Linked DNA regions of Mus musculus: all the other regions are linked to region 3. A link is a contact called in public Hi-C and HiChIP or PLAC-seq data. All regions are on one chromosome and are shown on one strand. Each heading gives the region's core, a stretch centred on a gene start, on an enhancer-like site or on the middle of the called end of the contact. The rest is flanking DNA. Distances are from core to core; before and after follow the strand shown.

The links. A called contact is a pair of places that touch in the nucleus more often than the background predicts. HiChIP or PLAC-seq counts read pairs in DNA pulled down with a chosen protein or histone mark.
Region 1: a Hi-C map of liver shows a contact between it and region 3, with 5 times the contacts expected there. The contact joins the enhancer-like site here to the promoter of Grb14 in region 3. A contact is called at or near these places in 3 of 39 promoter capture datasets (hippocampal neurons and liver), 1 of 484 Hi-C or Micro-C datasets (liver) and 1 of 9 other capture datasets (adipose tissue).
Region 2: an H3K27ac HiChIP or PLAC-seq map of trophoblast stem cells shows a contact between it and region 3, with 3 times the contacts expected there. The contact joins the enhancer-like site here to the promoter of Grb14 in region 3. A contact is called at or near these places in 1 of 39 promoter capture datasets (the 3T3-L1 cell line), 1 of 15 datasets of contacts at CTCF or cohesin (the NIH/3T3 cell line), 3 of 484 Hi-C or Micro-C datasets (Sertoli cells, cortical neurons and liver) and 2 of 115 datasets of contacts at active chromatin or transcription factors (pancreatic cancer cells and trophoblast stem cells).

The regions. Positions count from the first base shown.
Region 1 is chr2:65,260,821-65,264,243 of GRCm38.p6, forward strand. No RefSeq gene overlaps it. Among named protein-coding and RNA genes, the nearest start is that of Cobll1, 24 kb to the left of the region's middle. Within about 2 kb of position 1,606, at least 7 of the 459 cell types and tissues checked have an H3K27ac peak or open chromatin away from gene starts, as enhancers often do. A contact at or near this core is called in liver, where this site is marked.
Region 2 is chr2:65,179,400-65,182,549 of GRCm38.p6, forward strand. The region is part of intron 1 of Cobll1 (Cobl-like 1); the gene reads right to left. Among named protein-coding and RNA genes, the nearest start is that of Gm13594, 53 kb to the right of the region's middle. Within about 2 kb of position 1,777, at least 55 of the 459 cell types and tissues checked have an H3K27ac peak or open chromatin away from gene starts, as enhancers often do. A contact at or near this core is called in trophoblast stem cells, where this site is marked.
Region 3 is chr2:65,021,406-65,024,524 of GRCm38.p6, forward strand. It overlaps Grb14 (growth factor receptor bound protein 14), which reads right to left and starts at 1,361. Exons shown (of 14, transcript NM_016719.1): 1 at 1,055-1,361. The coding sequence starts at 1,239.

The sequences.
Region 1 (3,423 bases), core at 356-2,855, 240 kb after region 3:
ATAAGGACAACATTTAATTGGGGCTGGCTTACAGGTTCAGAGGTTCAGTTCATTATCATCAAGGCGGGAGCATGGCAGCATCCAGGCAGGCATGGTGCAGGAGGAACTGAGAGTTCTACATCTTCATCTGTAGGCTGCTAGTAGAAAACTGGCTTCCAAGGCAGCTAGGATGTGGGTCTTAAAGCCCAGGCCGACAGTGCACTTCCTCCAACAAGGCCACACCCACTTCAACAAGGCCACACCTCCTAACAACGCCACTCCTTGGCCTAAGCATAATCAAACCTTTTCAACTCACAGTAACAATTCTCTGTTGTCTCTTAACGTCACTGTTGTCAAGAGAGCCAGAAGTCGAGCACACTGTAAAAACAGATGCCTCTCTGAAACGTAAATATATCTACAAGTGCACAGATGTTTCTGCTGTTGGATATCCTAATCCTGGGCAATGGCATCCTTCTGCTTTAGTAGTCCGTGCATGGTGTGTAACATGCCAAGCCTGTCCAAACAGACACTTTTATATAGACACTGTGCTTCATAGAATGGACTGCATCTTAAGCCACGTTATATAATTGGTATGCATTGTCCTCTCCCACCACCACCGCAAAAATCTGCCTTTTCTTCTTTGACTTTTATGAATCAACCTGAACCTGTACTCCCCGCTTCCCTGAGCCACGAGGCCGGAGTACAGTCACAAAGACATCATAGGCTACACCATCTTCCTCTAGCCAGAGTAAAACACATGTGTTTTGTAAGGAAATTAGATGGGAACTGGCCCTTGGCTTGCTAGGGTGAGTGGCACCTTCTGCGCAGGCTCGTTGTGCTGTAGTTGTCAGTGTTTCTGCGCAGGCTCATTCTGCTATAGTCCTCGGTGTTTCTCTGTATGAAGCCAGGAAGGATTCTCAGGTCCTCCCTCCATCATTGTAAGCGAGCCTGCTGTTCTAATCATTCTTGCCCATACCCAGGCTTCTGCCACTCGAATGCATTTCACAATTTGAGCCTTTGTCTCAGTTTTGGGACCAATCAAAGGACCTGGGTCATTTCAACTCAATGTACCGATATCTACACCTTCCATTTTCTTATATATGTCCAGTTAATTCTCTCAGGGGCATGACCTTCCAGAGCAGAGTATAGGACCTTAGGAATACCAGAGCTGAGAACCAAACACCCAACAAATCCTCCTGTGACCACGACGGTGAAAACAAACCTATGTTCCTGGTGCTGATGAGCCTTTGGCAGATAATGACATGTTTCGTTACTAATAAGGAAAAGCCTAAATCTCTCTGGCACGGGACTTGGCTGGTGTGCTAGAGAGTCCTGGCTCCGCCCTCAGCACTGTAAATAGTGATGATAATAATTATTATTTGTTATACTCTTTATCCAGCCAGGTTTTATTTATAGTGCTTCCATGGTGCGTTTGATAGGCAGTTGTTAGAGAATTACTTCTAAGTGAACGAACTGTATTTGCTGAGTTAATATTTTTTTCCCCAGCATGGGATTAACCTGGATATTTTGGTATTTGAGGAAGCTCATTCACTTTCATGGCTTCACCTAGTATCTGTTTGGTTTTACTTTAAAAATAAACAAGTAAATACAAGGTCTTCCGAAGTGGCCCAGGCTGACCTCAGTTTCACAATCCTCCTGCCTCCACCCCTCAAGTGCTAGAATGAGAAGCATTCGCCACCGTCTGGCTGGTTTGGCATTTGTTTCTAATAACTATTGAACCTACACTAGTTTTATTCTGACTTTGTTTTTTCTTCTATGGTAAGATGTCTCTTGAATGTTTAAGTAATTGAAAGTTCACATTGAAATCTGTGTTCATTAGTATTTTCTTCCTTCTCCCAGTGCCAAAAAGAAGAAGAAAAAGAAGTTGAGAGAGGATCTCACTGTTTGTCCTAGATCGGCGTGTATCTCTCTGTCCTGAGCTGGTGCTCTTTCAAGCCATTGTTTGTTTTGGGTTTTGTTCTTCTCTGTTTTTTTTTTGTTTGTTTGTTTGTTTGTTTGTTTTTTGGGGTTTTTTTTTTTTGGTTTGGTTTGGTTTGGTTGTTCTGTTTTGTTTTGTTTTGTTTTGTTTTGTTTGTTTTAAGAAAAGGTCTCTCTACTTTGCCTTCACTGTCCTAGAACTCACTGTGTAGACCTGGCTGACCTTGAACTCACAAAGCTCCAGCTGCCTCTGCCCCCTGAGTGCAAGAATCTAATGCATGCTCCACATGCCCATCTCACCACAAGCTTAACTATAATGCCTTCATTTCTCTTTCTTGTTATGTATACATTTTTGCTGATTCTTTTCTTATTCTTACTAATTCTCTTGAATCGTAAACCTTATTTATTATTGGGATCAGGTGTGGTGGCACATGCTCACAATCCCTGCATTCAGAGTTTATGTCAAAAGACTCATAAGTTTATGGTTAGCCTGTACTATGTAAGGACTTCAAGGACAGCCTGGGCTACAGAGTACACCTGTCTTATCAAACAGCAGCAGCAGCAACAACAATAATAACAACAACAAAATATACCCCAAATCAAACCCTAAACTATTAATTTTTGCATTCAAAAAATAACTAAAGCCAGTATTTAACATGTATTTGTTATTGCCGTGGTAGGGCATACCATATAGAAATTTATACTAAATCATTTTTGCAAAACACATCATGAAAGTGTCCATCCACACTGGGAGTGAAATGATTGATCCATCCAGGTCCCCAGAAAGGCATTAACCAAGCTACCTCTCACGCCCCACAAAAAAAAAAAAAGAAAAAAAAAGAAATGAAAAAGAAAGGAAAAGAAAAAAGAAAAAGAAAGGAAGGAAGGAAGAATGAAAGAAAAGAAGAGAGAAAAAAGAAAAAATAGAAAAATCCACTTTGATAGCAACTTTACTGAGTCACTGTATCTTGAGTCACATGGGATTCTGTTACTGGAAGTCAGTCCTCCCTGGTTCCTGGGGTAGTCTATTAAAGTTCCAGCTGTCATATATCTATACCTGTGTGCTGTGTGCTCTATAGGTCAAAGGGAAGCAGGAAGAAGCCCCCTTTATACTTTCCTGTCTCTGGCATTTTGGGTCTGTTTCTTGAACTCCTGGGTGTGATTTTTTGGATACCCACAGTGGAACTATTTGAGGCATTGCTGTATCTTCACCCAGGCAGTTCTCCATTACACAACTATCCTCCCTTAGGAGTTTAGAGAACAAGAAAGAACTGTGCCTTCACACACACTCACACACATAGGCACACGCACACACATACATGTGCGCGCATGTGCGTGCTTTTTACCTTGCTTTTAAAAAAGAGTGTGTGTTCCCAGGTGCTGGAAACTGAAACAGCTGTTACAGAAATCCTGTATTTGGCATAAGATGCACCTTCATGCTTCCTCATTTGCAGGTCCCAGGAAAGATGCAGCTTGCATTTTGAGTACATGCCTGACTTCCCTAGA
Region 2 (3,150 bases), core at 527-3,026, 160 kb after region 3:
ACAAGGTTTGCCAGGATTGGCCAAAACCAAGAAAGTGAAGACACCTTCTCTGTCCCTGACATAAATCACACTCCAAGGTTTTACCATCATAATCAGAGTTGAAAATGAAGTTAAATGAGTGAAGCACTTCTGATGAGCCTGGGGATGTTGTCAGCTCTTCCTAGCTGTGTCTCCATCAGGAGGCAGCCCTAGACCCAAGTTCAGGAAGGAGAATTAAGGTACATCCAGACCACAGTGTTCTCAGACTGAAATTAGGAGGACCTATCTCTCCCTGCTGGAGCTCCGGAGCAGGAGTTAAACATTATTGAAGCACTATAAAGTAATGTTATATCATTGTTAATGTTAATGGTAAGTACTCCTTTGAATAAGCAAAGACAATGGGGACAGAGGAGGCTGAAATCACTAGTAACTGCTTCTGGACCTTTCTGGCTGGCTTGAGGAAACAGTTACTAGCTAAGGAGCAGCCAGATGGACTACCTCCATGCCTGCAGCAGTCACTCTCAACACCCCAGTGATGGCCTGGGTAAGTCACATTGCAGCTACGGCTGCTTATGACCAAAGCAGTTCACCTCCTAAAGGTACGTCCCAGCCAGGGCTGATTCAGATAACCTACTCTAGACTTGGCTCTTCTGAGCCTCAGTGAACTCTGGGTGATTGTGTAGCCTTTCCCACCCAGGGCGGAGAAGAACTGTTTTCCCTACTGACCCTGACAGAAGTCTTGCGACTGGTACACATGCTGTCCTTCACCTGCATAAACTACTGCTGTGATTGGCTGAACATGGTTTTCATGATAGACTGTGCCATGACTGCTTTTTAAACACCCTTTCTTTCCTAACCCTTTTTCTAGATGTTATCATCAGGCTGTTTGTGATGGCTAGTTTTGTGTCAACTTGACATAAGCTAGCTTCTTTATTTGGGAAGAAGGAATCAGATAGTGAAAAAAAATGCCTCTATAGAATTAGCCTGAAAGCAATTCTGTAGGAGATTTTCTTGATTTATAATTAATGAGGAGAGGGCCCAGCTCACTTCGAGAAGTGTCAACCCTGGTCTGGTCCTGAGTGCTTTAGGAAGGAAGGCTGAGCAAGCTATGAGGAACAAGTCATTATTAAACAGTGATCCTCATGGCCTCTGTTTCAGTTCCTGAATGAAAATAAATAAATAAATAAATAAATAAATAAAAATAAATAAGGAAGGACATGACTGATCCTAGGTATGATGGAACATAAAGTTCATTATAGATAAAAGGGAAAGCATAGCCAGGGGCATCTAGAAGAGTCCACAGGGAACATGGTTCTGACCTGGGCAATGTGAGGAGAGATAGGGAGAGAGAGCAAGAGAGAGACACCTCTGACCAGGAAGGGTGGCTTGGGCCAAAAGACTGGCCAAGAAACTGGCATAGCCAAAATAGCGCAGTTATATAGGGAAGGGCAGCACAGCTCCTGGGCTGGAAAAGTTTAGGGTAGCAGGCACGGTATGTCAGCCATACCCTGAGGGATGCTGGGACTAAGGGATGCTGGGAGAACCTGGCATCCAGGTTTGCCGTAGTAATGTGTTAAATAGGCACCTCAGTCATTTGCCCTGGGTTTGAAACCTACCAGTTCCTACCTCAGTTTCCTGTCCTGGCTTCCCCCAAGGATGGATTTATAAGCTGTAAATTAAAGTAACCCCTTTTCTCCCCAAGCTGCTTTTGGTAAGAGCATTGTATCACTGTGATAGAAACACCCAAGAACACTGTTTCACTTTGTGTGTCAGCTGAAAGACATCCTGTGCTGCTCTCTAGTGTTGCGGCATGAGGCCCAATGATCGGTTCCTTAACAACTCTGCTCATCACGATTATCATTAGCAGAGCTGGCTGACACAGAAAAACGGGGGAAATGTTAACAGCACTGTGACGGAAGAGGCTGCAGTGAACACAAGGTTAGTGGGGAGGAGGGGCTGAAGAGTGGAAAAGCGTGATGGGGGAGGGGCGCTAACAAAGAACAGAGGCAATAGGGACAAAGGGAGACTGGGAGTAGAAAGGAAGTCAAAAGAAGACAGGAAATTGAAGCTGGAGAAAGAAGGCTGCAAAGAGCTAGAGAAAGAGACACTGTGGACTGGGTCACTGAGAGAGTTCCAGAGATGTCACACCCAAGGGCCACAAATACCCTAGGCTCTGATGTTCCAACAACATAGAGCCTGCTCTCCCGAACCCAAGGTCTGTCTGAACACTCTTAATACAAGCAGGTGGCACCTGCTGCTCCTTGCTGCTGTCTCCAAGTCAAGAGTGACATAAGTTGCCCAGTCTGCGTGGAGAAAGGGGGCACTGGTTATTGAATCCCATTGCAGTAAGCCTCTGACTCGAGAGCCTGGAGCCTCTGGTTTCTAAAGGGCTCTGGGCTAGATGCCTCTGGGTCTTTTCCAGGCCAGGCCCCTAAGCCTTGGGCACTTTCTCAGTATCAGAAAAAGTTTCTCCTCATCTACCCATAATTCCTAGCTGGGTGGGGCAAAAGGATTCCACCAGTTTACTAGTAACGAGTTTCTCTCCTCACGTCACAATAATTTCTCTCATCCCACGAGCCTCACAGCACTGAGATCTTACGTGCATTCATGTGAATGTAACAAACAAAACAAAGCTGCTTAGTTTTGTGTATTTTATACTCTCGAGAGGACTCTGAGATCTTTAAACTGAGTCCTATCATCGCAGCTCATGTACACATGAGTCCCTTACTCATCCTCGTTGTGGACTTTGTGTTTGCATTCTGAACTTCTAACTACATTTTAAAACCTCTGGGGTATAACACACATATATATTTCTTCAGTCCGTGTTTCTTACTCATTAGTAATGCTGGTATATGGAAATACCACACCCACATGAATGATGGCGTGGAGCTGACCCTGTGAATTCCACCACGCTGTACCTCTCTCTCTGGAAAAGCCGGTTCTGAAGTTATTTCCTGAGAGGACGACCCTCATGTCTCCCTCTCCATGCTCATGCTCTAGAGCCCCAGACTCTACTCAAGCAGCGGCCATATCCAACAGCTATGAAAGGGACATTCCCTCACAAGATACACACACACTCATTTTTTGCTTCCACTCTTACAACACACCCCTCTGTAGGGTCAGCATTTAGAATTAATGTCCTTACAAAAGGCTTAAGGTGGTCAATTCCTT
Region 3 (3,119 bases), core at 111-2,610:
ACCACAAATAATTCTATACCACCTCCCCCACCCCATCTCACAGAAAAAGAAAAGAAGAAGAAGAAAAGCCTTGGGAGGCATTGACACTCCATTTCCTGTACTTAGGGCTTTCCTGAACACCAACACAGGCTACATCATGATTTATGCAAACATTACCCAGGGGAGTGTGCCATTTCCTGGCTCCTATTAAATTGACAAAATCTGTAAGTTACATCCAGTAAACTCATCCCCAGGATTTTTTTTTTACTCATCACTGCTGGAAGTTATGATTTATTAAATATAGATGTGGTTCATCTCACTTCGAATTTCATTCACAATGTTGCCCACACACAGTCTGCTAATTTTTCAAGTGCTTATAGATACAGAACACCAAGGCAGTCCTTCTGGGAAGGTAAGTCAATAGAATGTGTTAGCAGGAATGTAACGCTAGGCCACTGGGGAGTTATTTTAACTTGACTGAAGTCAGAGCGCTTTGCAAATCCTGACAAAGAAGCAGGAGTGGTATTTAGATGTGCGACTGCAAAAAGCCACGGATTCTTAAGCTCTTCTCGCCTTTTTCTTTCCTAAGTATGACAACTCCAAAGGCACTTAATGCTCATTGCTGTGGAGATGAGAAACCTTGGAAAGCCGCTGCCCTTTCCTGTGGAACATAAAGACGGCTCAAATGTCAACCCCTGCTCTGCCTCTCCCGGGTCCTTGGAAGACTCTATCTACGTGGGAGGTGAACACATTCAAGCTTGGATTTTTGAAGCCTATAGTGTAATAGGAAAAGGGCCACCCAGCAGCTGAATGTGGTCAGTCTGGAGTGAAGCCTTCTGGTTCACCCCAAAGGGCAAAGGTGAGACAGACCGCTCTCCACCACCCCGTGATGCTATTTATAACAGGGCACCTGGAGATCGTGGTGCCCTCCTGACCCCGCGGGATCTGGCTCCAAGGGAATTGTCTTCAGACACTTTCCAAACTTGGTCCGGCTCTGGGCACACACTCACCCCTGGGCCGCCTCCATACCCCAAGAGCGGATTGCTGACCCGGACACCACCACGAAGCTGCCTACCTGTCTATGGCACCGCGGAGGGTCGCATCGGAGGCGGGGGACAGCGCGTGCAGTCCGGGGACCTGCGCCGGGTCCTGGGCGTCTCCCTTGCCCTGGGCAACGCGGCACACCTGCACTGCCAGCGGCGAATCCTGGGCGCCTGCCCGGCCCGCGGCGCTCTGCCCGTCTTGCAGGGACGTGGTCATGGTCGTAGGCCAGGGGTCTAGGGAGTCATCGACCGCGAGGCGAAAGCTACGAAGGGCTGGGGGCGAGCAGAGCCGAGCGGTTGCAGGCAGCGAGCGCCTTGCAGGTGCGGTGGCAGGGCCGCCTGCGCTCACGGCCAGGGCGGCTGGGACGCGGTGGGGCGGGGAGCGGGGGAGGGGCGGGGGCGGAGGAGGAGGGTGGGGACGTAGAGGGTGGGGACCGGGAAGAGCGGTGCTGGGGGGCGGGGAGGATGGAGCGCCAGCCTGGCGGGCCCTGCGCGTAGCCCGGGCACTCGGGGGCGCTGGTGTCACTCTCCTGAAGCGTGGGGACCTCGACCTCAGGCTCCCTAAGTCCCACCGCCGCTTTCCCAAGTGGGTGACCCAGCACAAGGCTGAAAGTCCCGCGGGCCGAGTGCCACTCTGGGCTAGGAGGACCGACCTCCAATCTGCCTGGGTCCAGGCAGAACTGGTCCTTAGACCCTTCCGTGCCAGTAGGGCCACGGGAGATCACCTAAGCTGTGGCTTGATCATCAAGACAGACCCACAGTACTGGCAAACCAGGAGGAAATCTTAGGGCAATGTATTCTCCAGTCCCGCCCCCCACCCCGCGCTCCCTCCCCCACCACCCCTTTCCTTTTCCTCCGTGGCAAGAGATGGAGTAAAGTGAGGAAAAATCAGGGTTGCTGTCTTAGAAAAACTCCTTTGAACTGGTGAGAATTCTCAGTAAAACCTGAATGAATCTCAAGGTGCCTGGGATTATTAATAGAGTTTTTTCCTTGTGTTCGTTCTTTCTTTCTTTCTTTCTTTCTTTCTTTCTTTCTTTCTTTCTTTCTTTCTTTCCTTCTTTCCTTCTTTCCTTCTTTCCTTCTTTCCTTCTTTCCTTCTTTCCTTCTTTCCTTCTTTCTTTCTTTTCTTTTCTTTTTATTTATTTTTTATATTTTTACTTAGTTATTAATTAATTTTTTTTTTTTTTTGGTTTTTGGAGACCAGGGTTTCTCTGTGTAGCCCTGTCTGGCCTGGAACTCACCCTGTAGACCAGGATGGCCTCGAACTCAGAAATCTGCCTGCCTCTGCCTCTGCCTCCCAAGTGCTGGGATTAAAGGCCTGTGCCACCACTGCCCAGTTCTTTTCTTTTTTTAATGAGAGCATCTTTCTCATATTTTCCACATTCTGCCTTGCTCTCCTAACTATTCCATGAATCTACTACTTGCCTCATTTTATACATAAGAATATTAGGGTCCCCAAGCAACCCAGGGCAAGGCCCTGCTTAGCTCTTAGTTAACAGATGCACTCAGGATTCATCCCATAAGCTTCCATGTCAACCTAGGCAATGAAACAGTAGAGGCATTGTGTTCTTCCAGGATGCAGCAACCATACCCTGAAATCCGGACTTCTGTCCCTGCTTTTCATGAAGTATCCTACATCCTGTGCACCGTGGAGGACTTTCAGAGAGTTTACACACTCTTTGTTCTCTGACCAACTTAGATATCATCTGGTCCTGGCACCTGTTTCCCTAAGTCAACCTCCACTTCTTCTGTCCATGGCAAGATAAACATCCCTCCTGAAAAAGTGAGCCATCCTTGTTGTCCTGCTTGAGTATATCCCCTATCAGAATGTCAGCCCCAAACTCTGATGACAACTGGGGTTAAAATTGGCATGCTTCCTGGTTATAACCACTCCACGAACTGAGAACACTTGAGTCACAAAATAGGTAATAATCAACTTCTTCATCTTCCTAAAGTCTAAATTAAGAATTAAAACAGCATGAATGTCCATGACTGTGTGGAAGCTGTGGCTTCCAGGAGTCCTTATAAAAGGCAGTGGCCAACCCAGAACAAAAGAGTGGCTTCCCTGGGGGATAAAGCTAATACTAATGGTCTTAG